Linked DNA regions of Mus musculus: region 2 is linked to region 1. The links are chromatin contacts, called in public Hi-C maps. All regions are on one chromosome and are shown on one strand. The core of a region is the stretch at or near the end of the contact, and the rest is flanking DNA. Distances in the headings are between cores, read along the strand shown. Region 1 overlaps Mir100hg (Mir100 Mirlet7a-2 Mir125b-1 cluster host gene). Region 2 overlaps Gm35940 (a long non-coding RNA gene).

Evidence for each region. Hi-C and Micro-C count contacts between places; a contact is called where the count stands out from the background.
Region 2: a contact with region 1 is called in a Hi-C map of uterus, with 4 times the contacts expected there. The contact joins two enhancer-like sites. A contact is called at or near these places in 4 of 484 Hi-C or Micro-C datasets (the BV-2 cell line, embryonic fibroblasts, trophoblast stem cells and 1 more) and 1 of 115 datasets of contacts at active chromatin or transcription factors (embryonic basal ganglia).

The regions. Positions count from the first base shown.
Region 1 is chr9:41,460,598-41,465,421 of GRCm38.p6, reverse strand. All of the region lies in intron 3 of Mir100hg (Mir100 Mirlet7a-2 Mir125b-1 cluster host gene), which reads right to left. Among named protein-coding and RNA genes, the nearest start is that of Mir100, 68 kb to the left of the region's middle. Within about 2 kb of position 3,406, at least 92 of the 459 cell types and tissues checked have an H3K27ac peak or open chromatin away from gene starts, as enhancers often do. A contact at or near this core is called in uterus, where this site is marked.
Region 2 is chr9:41,832,614-41,836,852 of GRCm38.p6, reverse strand. Gm35940 (a long non-coding RNA gene) reads right to left here. Exons shown (of 3, transcript XR_379298.3): 3 at 2,336-4,239. Among named protein-coding and RNA genes, the nearest start is that of Gm35940, 29 kb to the right of the region's middle. Within about 2 kb of position 1,997, at least 19 of the 459 cell types and tissues checked have an H3K27ac peak or open chromatin away from gene starts, as enhancers often do. A contact at or near this core is called in uterus, where this site is marked.

The DNA of each region.
Region 1 (4,824 bases), core at 2,157-4,656:
TAGAGGGATCTCTCAGAGTGTGTCTGGCAAGAGATGCCTCAAACCCTGTAAAAAGCGGGAGACTCACATATCCAACCAATTCTGTCTTTAAGTTTCCGCTCAGAATTCCCTGGTACTCTGATTACCCACGTCTAAACTTTGGCTTCTCCACCCATAGAGTGGAAGCTGTAAAATTGGTGCATCTCAGAGAATGACTGAGAAAGGTGAAAGGAATAGTACTGAACTATCAACACAGGACCTGGACAGCACTGAAACAGCCAAAGATGGCTCTGCCCCTCTTGTGAATATTACCATGGCCATGTATGGATGGCAGAAAGCAGAGAGAGGAGAGGAGAGGAGAGGAGAGGAGAGGAGGAGAGGAGAGGAGAGGAGAGGAGAGGAGAGGAGAGGAGAGGAGAGGAGAGGAGAGGAGAGGAGAGGAGAGGAGAACAGAGAGACAGACACAGAGACACAGACAGACAGACAGAGAGGGAGGGAGAAGGGTAGACAGACATAGATAGACAGAGTGAGACAGGGTAGGGAGAGAGGGAGGAAGGGAGAGAGGAAAGGAGGCAGAGACAGAGGGGAAGGGGGAGAAGGAGAGAAGGACAGATAGAGGGAGGGAAGAAGGAAGAGAGGGAGGGAGGAGAGAGAGAGAGAGACAGAGAGAGAGAGAGAGAGAGAGAGAGAGAGAGAGAGAGAGAGAGAGAGAGAAATATCAGTCACCCCCACAGCCTGCCTATGATATCCATTTTCAGGAGTACAGAATATGTCTCCAGGTCAGGCTTGCTCTCAGAGTGAAAGCAAGGAACAGCACCAGAAAGGCCTGCCCTCACAAGATGGGCACCATGCCGGGTTACGCCTGGTCCTGAGGAGACATCGCTAAAGCATTTCAACAGGGCTCCTCTGAGCCAGCTCCTGGGGCACACACAAAGACCCATTCAGGGTGACTGCAACTCTGAAAGCCAGCAGATGCTCTGAGGGGCCTGGGAAGGGGTGGAGAAGCCACACAGAGCCTGGCACTAACCCTCTGGGCCCCGCCCTGGGCAAGTGGGCCTGGAGGGCTTGGGTCTGCAGCCACTCCACAATCTTTGTTTCTCCCTCTATTTCTTTTTCTGACCACGGTCCAGGGCAACAAGGACACCAGCTGCCATAGAATAGATTGAATAACGTCCCCCGAGGAGGCTGGAAGCACCACCTCTCTAATGCCAATCCATTTGGCAGGGTATTCAATCGAAACAGGCCATTACTAACTGGCTTGCTATTGCCAAGTGCCTCTTTAAAATTGTGTGTGTGTGTGTGTGTGTGTGTGTGTGTGTGTGTGTGTGTGTGTGTGTGTGTGTGTGTGTGTGTGTTTTCATATGTATATGTATTGGTGCATGTGCACATGAGGATGCAGATGTGCTGTGTACATAGACCAAAGTCATCCTTGGGAATTTAAGCCACTCCCTTTAAGACAGGATTTCTCCTTAGGCTAAGCTGGCCAGTGAACTTTGGAGATCGTCCTGCTTCTGCCTCCCTCGAGTTGAGGTTGTGAGCCTCTACCACCACACCCAACATTTTTACGTGGATCCTGGGAATCGAACTCAGACCCTTAAGCTGGCAAGGAAAGCATTTTACTGGCTGATCCATCACCACCACCATCCTGCCCAGTCTTAAAGGTGCCTCTTTGGGGAGGGAGGATATACCCCTCAGAGGTTCCTAGTCTGAGCAGATACAGGCTAGAACATGGAAGTGAGTTATTCCCCAAGATTTACAGGTGGCTCCCTGTCCTTTAGCCTCTAATTTCCTACCTGCCAAATGACCTGTTGGAACTCAGAGTAGCTACCATGTGCTTCATCTGAGCAGCAGCCTGGTTGTGGGTCCCTCCTTCCTCTCCATGTCATGTTGACTTGCAAGGAGAGTTCCTGGTCTAGGTGTCCAGCTTCAAAGATGCTTCAAGGACCACATTCCTTGGATGCAGACAAACAGGATTACCTGCTTTGCTCTCTCTCTCCTAATACACAGAAGGCTGTTGTGTGAAGGACACAAGCAAACCAAGAAGCAGAAAACAGAGACTCTTGAAGTCATCAAGGTTGGATGACATGATCTATAAGTCAGCATCCCATTCTAGAAAAGAGCTGAAAGGACTTCTCAAATCAAGGCAGTTGTAGGTCAACCAATCACTGCAGTCCTCTGGATGTGTGTATTTATCTGGACATCATGCTCTCTCCCAGCCATTTAAAAAAAGTATATGGAAATTGTCTGCTTGTCCTCTATGTTCCCAGTGGTCAGTTGCTGTACTTAACACCAGCACCTCCCAGTGCTAACACAGAGCAGGAATTTAGTAAGTGCTTACTGAGCAAAATGAATGTGCCCCCTCGCTCGAGGGCTCTTGCTGGCACAGCCACTCACTTCTTCTCTTTCCCAAGAGTATCATGTAACCTTTGCTCTCAGGAAGTTCTGACTTGCGTTTATCTCAAGTCTCTTTTATGCATATATTTCTGAGTTTTATTTTTTCCCTTCTAATTTCAAAAAACAATTGCTGGTCATGTGCCTCACGCTTATCAGAGTAACTGCAGAAGTCAGCCATTCTACAAAGTCAGCTTTATTTAAGGAATTAAATTGGAAATGAGCATTTGAGATCTCGGGGCCACCTTTCCCTTTTGATAGACAAATAGCAAAGAATTTTTTAGATGAAGTTTGAGACAGACACAGAGGTACACCTGTAATCCCAACACTCTACAGGCTAAGGTGGGAGAACCATAAGTTGGAGGTTAGCCTATGCTACAGAGTGAGACCTACCTCGAAAATGATACCTAGAGGATTTTGATCAGCTAGAGTCTTGGCATTACAGTGACGTTTTGAGGTGAGCCTCCAATATGCCATGCTTATATTACATGTGTAAGTATATGTTTAAGGGACAAATGTGTAAGAACCTATTGTCAAGAGCTGATCAGACTAGAACAGGGAACCATCGGAAGGCAAGAAAAGCAAACCTTTTCTCTCTGTGGTCCTTTGTTTAAAATCACTAACTCATTGGTGAGGATGCAGGAAAGTCCCAAGAGTTTAAACAACACAATGAACCAAAAATCAAACTTGAGAAAACTGGGACGGGGGTAGGGGTGGGGGGTGGGGGCTGTCAATTGGTACAAATTGAGGATGTGATGAAAGTCCATTAAAGGACAAATGTCATATGCCCGTTGCCCTTTCAAAAGAAATGTTTGTGCGTTTTCACTGCTAAAGCAAGTTTCCACTGACCACACATTCAGAAAGCTAGCAAGAATTGCCCTTCAGCAGCCCTCAAACTGGCAGACTCCTTCCTTCTGGCCAGTGAGCTCAGGGTCTGCGTGACTGCAAGGCAAGTCATTTGGGGACACTGGAATTCTGAGCTAGGAGCCAGACGAGGCAACAAAGATAAGGTCTGGACAGAAACCTGGCAGCCTAAGCAACATCTGCTGGGACCAAGGGTTTGGCTCTGGCTCCTGCCGGGCTTGCTAGGGCTGCAAGCCGGGAAGCAGGCCTGTGGTGCTCCTGACAGCAGGTGGCGCAGGAGAGCAAAAACCAAACCCGGCAGGACCCAAGAGGAAGCAGGAACCATTGTGTTCTTCCGGCCTTTGCAAGTAAGCACCATTGTCAAGGGAGGCCACGGAGACCATGCTCGCCTCTTAACGTTCCACACATTTCCTCGGTGGGGTACAAAGTTACATGTGGGTCTTTCTCAGGGAAAGAAAAAAACAAGATGGGCCTAGAGATAAACCTTTCAGGAAATGTGCCACGAAAATCCAAGATTCAACATTGTACATTGATTTCAGAAGCCGGAGCTGAAAGGTGCAAACCACTCTGAACTCTGAGACAGGGCATGACCAAAGTTCAGTTTCTGAAGTTCCATCCACATCTAAAAAACAAAACCAAAACAATAACAAGGAAAACACCCACCTAACGTGACTGGCGGCAGTCTAGAACGCAACAGTTTTGAATAGCCACAGCAAGAAAGAAAACACAGGTGCATCTTTAATGAGACTAAAAGAAGCAACTTTAATGTCTCTCTCCTTCTAAGCTTGTCTCCAAATACATCCTTTGTGGGAAAAGGCAGTGTAAAGGCTCCCTTCCCACATAAATACCCAGAATTCCTCATATTCTGTGTTCCACAGGGAAGAGAAATTAGTCCTTCTTGTTCATTCTTTTTTGTTTTTTTTTGTTTTGGGGGGGTTGCTTGTTTGTTTGTTTTTCAAGACAGGGTTTCTCTGTATAGCCCTGGCTGTTCTTGTTCATTTTTATAGTATCACAAATTTAAGAACCTTATGCAGTAGAAGATTCTAAGTGCTGGCGGTGGGGGTGTACCTGACGTACAGGGTACAAAAGAGCCCTTCTTCTCAAATACACAATACCCCGTGAGCCTCAAAGCAGTAGGGGGCAAAGATGTTCTTCAGCTGTGTAGGTTGGCTTGGGGGGAAACCGTGAGTAAACGAGAGGAATTTTCCTTGTTTTTCCACTTGGTTTCCTTTTGTGTTGGGATTTCTTACACAGGCAAGGAGCTCTCTAAGCACCAGTGTTATATAAACCAGTGTTCAAAGTTTATGTAAGCGTGGAGAGCAAAGAGCTCCCTGGCTTAGAGAAAGTTGGTGGAACATTCAATGCATTTGTTCAACATTCAAGGCTCCCCAAAGCTTCTGGACGTTTTGCTTCACTAGTAGATGTGTTCTGGATCTATCATATGACCTACCTGCTGCCGTGGTGGATGCCCACACCATAGGTGTTTCAATGACAGAAAGTGTGAGTCAACAACAACAAAAAACAAAAAGAAACAGTTAACAGTACGAAGAAGAGAGAAGTCAATACCTCGGGGGCCGGGGGAGGGGGTCG
Region 2 (4,239 bases), core at 748-3,247, 370 kb before region 1:
ACAGGCACACATGCCTACACATCATTAAACATAATTAAAATAACCATAAAAAATCTCCACCAAACCCTGTAAAATGCATATTGAGGTTTGGGGACTACAATAGACTGTAGACTCTAGAGGGAAAATACCACTTTACATGTTTAAGTTGAAGATAAAATAAGAAGCCAGTTAGCTAGCACCCTTTCTTTTAACATATAAATAGAAAAGCAGCTAGCACACAACCTGCTTTAAACCCTGGACCATCTAATTTTTAGATCCTTGAGTTAGCCACTGCAGGCCAGGAGAGTAGAGTTATGGGCATAAAGGAATAACATTCTTCCATCTGCGTACAAGTGGGCAGTTTTCAAAGGCTGTCTGTCACCTTGAATCTGGTGATCTCTGTCTGTTTAGATGGAAGATGGGGGCTCTCTAGAGGAAGTTGGAGGAGTCGACATTTTATCAACATAGACTTACTTTAGAGTTTGAAGTAGATCAATCATTTCTACCTCTACCCTCTTTAGCCTGCTATGATTTCCCAGCAAGAAAAATGTATTTTCTCTATGTATTTTCTCTAGTGATAAATCCATCATGGTGTCCCATGTTCTTCTTTTGAGAAAGGAATTCAGAGGACTACAATCTATACGCCTACAGCTTACAAAGCCCAGAGACCTAAGGAATTAAGTATTAGCACAGTCCAGGTGTGAATACTTACACAGTGTGATGGTTTGTACTCAATACCAGCTTGGTAGGATCTAAAGCCGCTCGGAGACAAACCCCTGAGGATGTTCATGAAGGGTTTTCTTTTAGACTAGCATCAGCAAGGTGAGACATATAACTGCTTGGCTGAATACAGAAGAGAGGGCCAGCTGAGCACCAGCTAGCGCCCATGGCTCTCTGCTTCCAGAACACAGATGTAATATGGGCAGTTGTCGTATGCTCCTTCCTGGCCATGATCGGCCATAGGCTCAAGGTATGAGCTCCAGTAGACCGTTCCTCTCTTACATTGTTTTTTGTCAGGTGGTTTGCTGACCTTTGAAATTGCCAGCACCACAATATTGCCAGGTACAAAGCTCAGAGTAGAGACCCGAGCAAATGAGTAAATAAGTAAATATCATTAGATTTTCTTTTTCAGATATTTCTTGGTTTATTAGTTTCTATTGGGCAGGATGCATAACTATCCAGGGATGTATAATGATGTCGGACTGTGAATTTTACGTGCCTGTCTGACATGTGGGTGCTCCTTGACCCTGACCTTTGTCCTTTTGCTTCCAGGTTAGTTTATGGGCCAGGTGAATGATATAATCCCACAGAATCCATGGTTGCACTTGGAGGGTGAACCTTGTCTTCTGTCTTGCAGACTCTGCTTCCAGAACAGACGGCTCCCTTCAAGAGAACCCAGTAGTTCACTCCCAGGTCTCAAAGGTGCTTGGAGTCAGCTAGGTTTCAGAGTAGTTTCAGATCAATCTCAAGAAGGAGGAAGCAGGCAAACCAACTGGTTATTGTCACAGGATTCTTTGTTTTGCACAGTCCAGCAAATTTTCCTTCTTCTATGACTATTGCAAAGGAGTGGGGGCAACAGAGGTGGGAGTGTAGGCCATGAATATTTAATCATGGCAAAGCAGGAACATATTATTTAGACAAACTGCTTAATAGCAACACTAGCCCCTCCTTTTTGGGGGGTGGCAGGGGTGCTGTCTCAACAACCCAGCTCCAGTCTTATGCATGCTTTAATCTTGGTTTCCTTTGAGGGGCTCCCATCTCTCCATCAAACTGCATCTCTAATTTAAACAGCTGTTAATAAGGGTTAAATCTGCAGGCTGAGCAGGCCCTTCACTCGTTACTTGCGAAGGGGAGGGGGGAATCAATGGAGCAGGAAGCCAGAGGGGCGTCCATTTTGAAAAGGTGTAATGAATTACGTTTCCTTAGTAAAGCTGGCAACCTCCAGTCCAGCTCCCACCGCCTGCCTTTCACATACTCAAGCCCTCTGTGACACATCAAATTTAATGAGACTGCACAGATCTCAAATAAGGAAGGGGAGCGTTGTTACTACCGCTGCCTGGGCACTTTATTAAGGAGGATCAGAGAGAACTCTCTGGCTTTAAAAAGAGCCCTTAAAGGCGAAGGGTATTTTGGCATGAGTGGAGGGAGGTCTCCGATTGCCATGGTTCAGGTCCCCTCTGGAGCATTTTAACAACCCAAGTTCAGTGTGAGCTTTGGGATCACAGGGTTAGCAAACAGCTCCTCAAACCTCAGGACCACTACAACCAAGAGGATTGTGGTAGGTAACGAGGAAGGTTTTGATTTAAGCTATCCCCCCACCCCAAGGCCATTAGAAGCACACAGAGAGAAGCCAGTATTTCTGTCGTAGGTTTGAGAGGCAGTGTATTATCCAGATACCAAGAGACATTATCTCATGTGCCGTTCTTGTTAGTAATTCATCAAGCTGAAAAGAGAAAATACTTTAACCTGGATCTTCAGTGGACTTGTTTACAATACGAGAAGGGTAAGGGTAGGCTTTGACTTGACACCAAAATTTAGTTAAAGTTCTGGTCAGTTTCAGAGAACAAAAGAAGTGACTCATGATATGCCAAGCCAAGAAAGTTTGTGACAGGCATTCACATCTTCAGAGAAAAAAATTTTCTTTTTCTGGTTTCTAGAACTTTTTTTTCTTAACCTCCTAATCAGTGTTAAGATTTTTTTTCTCTCTTTTACCCTATGTGAGAGAAAAATGTAAAATAAAATAAGACAAAAGATTTTTGACCTTTTACATTAACCTGTAGTCATTTGCCAGATACGGGGGCTGAGTGGTTTATGGTCCTGACATTGTAAGGAGCATGCTTACAGAGTGCCAAGCCATAATGGGTTTTGATCAGTAGGTTGCCATGTGTGACCTTGGGCATAGTCCATATTAATTATCAATATCTAGCACATAGCAGGAGTAGTATTAATGGCCACTGACACATGGACACACTTCTGTGCTGTAGATGTGGTTATTGTCATTTCACAGATCGGGGCCCACAGCCTAGCAATGGGTTTGAGGTCACCTTGCTAGTGAGACGCAGAGCCATGCATCTTTATCTGGTCTTCCTCCTACAAAGCCTGAACTCCTAATCACAGTTTTCATGTTTCAACCCTGCTCTTTTTAAAAGCCTTCTTTGGGGCTAGAGAGAGAAAGTTAAAGAGCACTTGCTTCTCTTTCAAAGGATTTGTTTCCCAGCATTCATGCTGAGTGGCTCACAACCATCTGTAACTCTACACTCCAGGGGGCTCTGGTGCCCTCTTCTGGTGTCTGATGGTACATGCATGCATGTGTGCATACACATACAGTTAGACACACATACACATAAATAATAATTAAAAAAAACTAAGACTCTAGAAACATATAGAAACCAACAAAGAGTATTCATTGTGTTTCAGTGAAGTAAAATAACTATTGATGTAGTAGTTCGGCTTCCCTTTGGCCAGCCTTCTAACCTCATCTTCTAGTCTACATTTGTTAGGTTTGCATTGGAGTTCCTGGTCCAGTTTCATTCTCTATTCACATGGTCCTCTCTTCAAAGCCATCACATCTTTTCCTTGAGTTTTCCACTTTGAGAATTACTTTGGCTATCTTCCTCTGTTCATTGACTGGGCAAAGCAGAAAACTGACCAGTGAGAGGGTTGGGCTCAGGCCCAGGACTCCTAATCGGGAATAAAAGGGAGCAAAGCCATCAGGTAGGTCTAAATCACTTCACTTCCCAGAATGTTGCTTCTCTGGAGCACAGAGGTCCAGAAAGAAAAATAACTCAAAGGAAGTATGGCAAAGAGAATCTATGTGGGATGTGTCGAAACAGGCTCTAGAGGATGCGTCAGGGAGGGCAGCACATGCAACATTTTAGCATGGCAACCTTATTGCCAGGGTGCTCTGAGGGGGAATAGTGAAGTGACACTCTTAGGTCTTTCCAGACAATATCTTATTTTCTTTCCTTTGGGGAATTAATGTGGGTTCTTTTCCAGAAGAGTTCCATAAGTCCTGCCAGAGCGATGAAGTCATCTCTTTTGTCCACTCAACCTCTCTGGCTCTTTGTGTTGCTTCATAGTCTGGTTTCATCTTAGGTAGACAGAGATGGCTCACACTCTGCGTTTGCAATTTACTCATTTTAAATCACGTCTGCTCTGTGTCTTGGGAACTGCATTGGGTCTCTCTGCTGTGCCCACCTCTGCGTTTTGAAGCTTCTGATGTGTTAGGACTTGTCTCCTGTGCTCTGTCTCTTCTGGCTC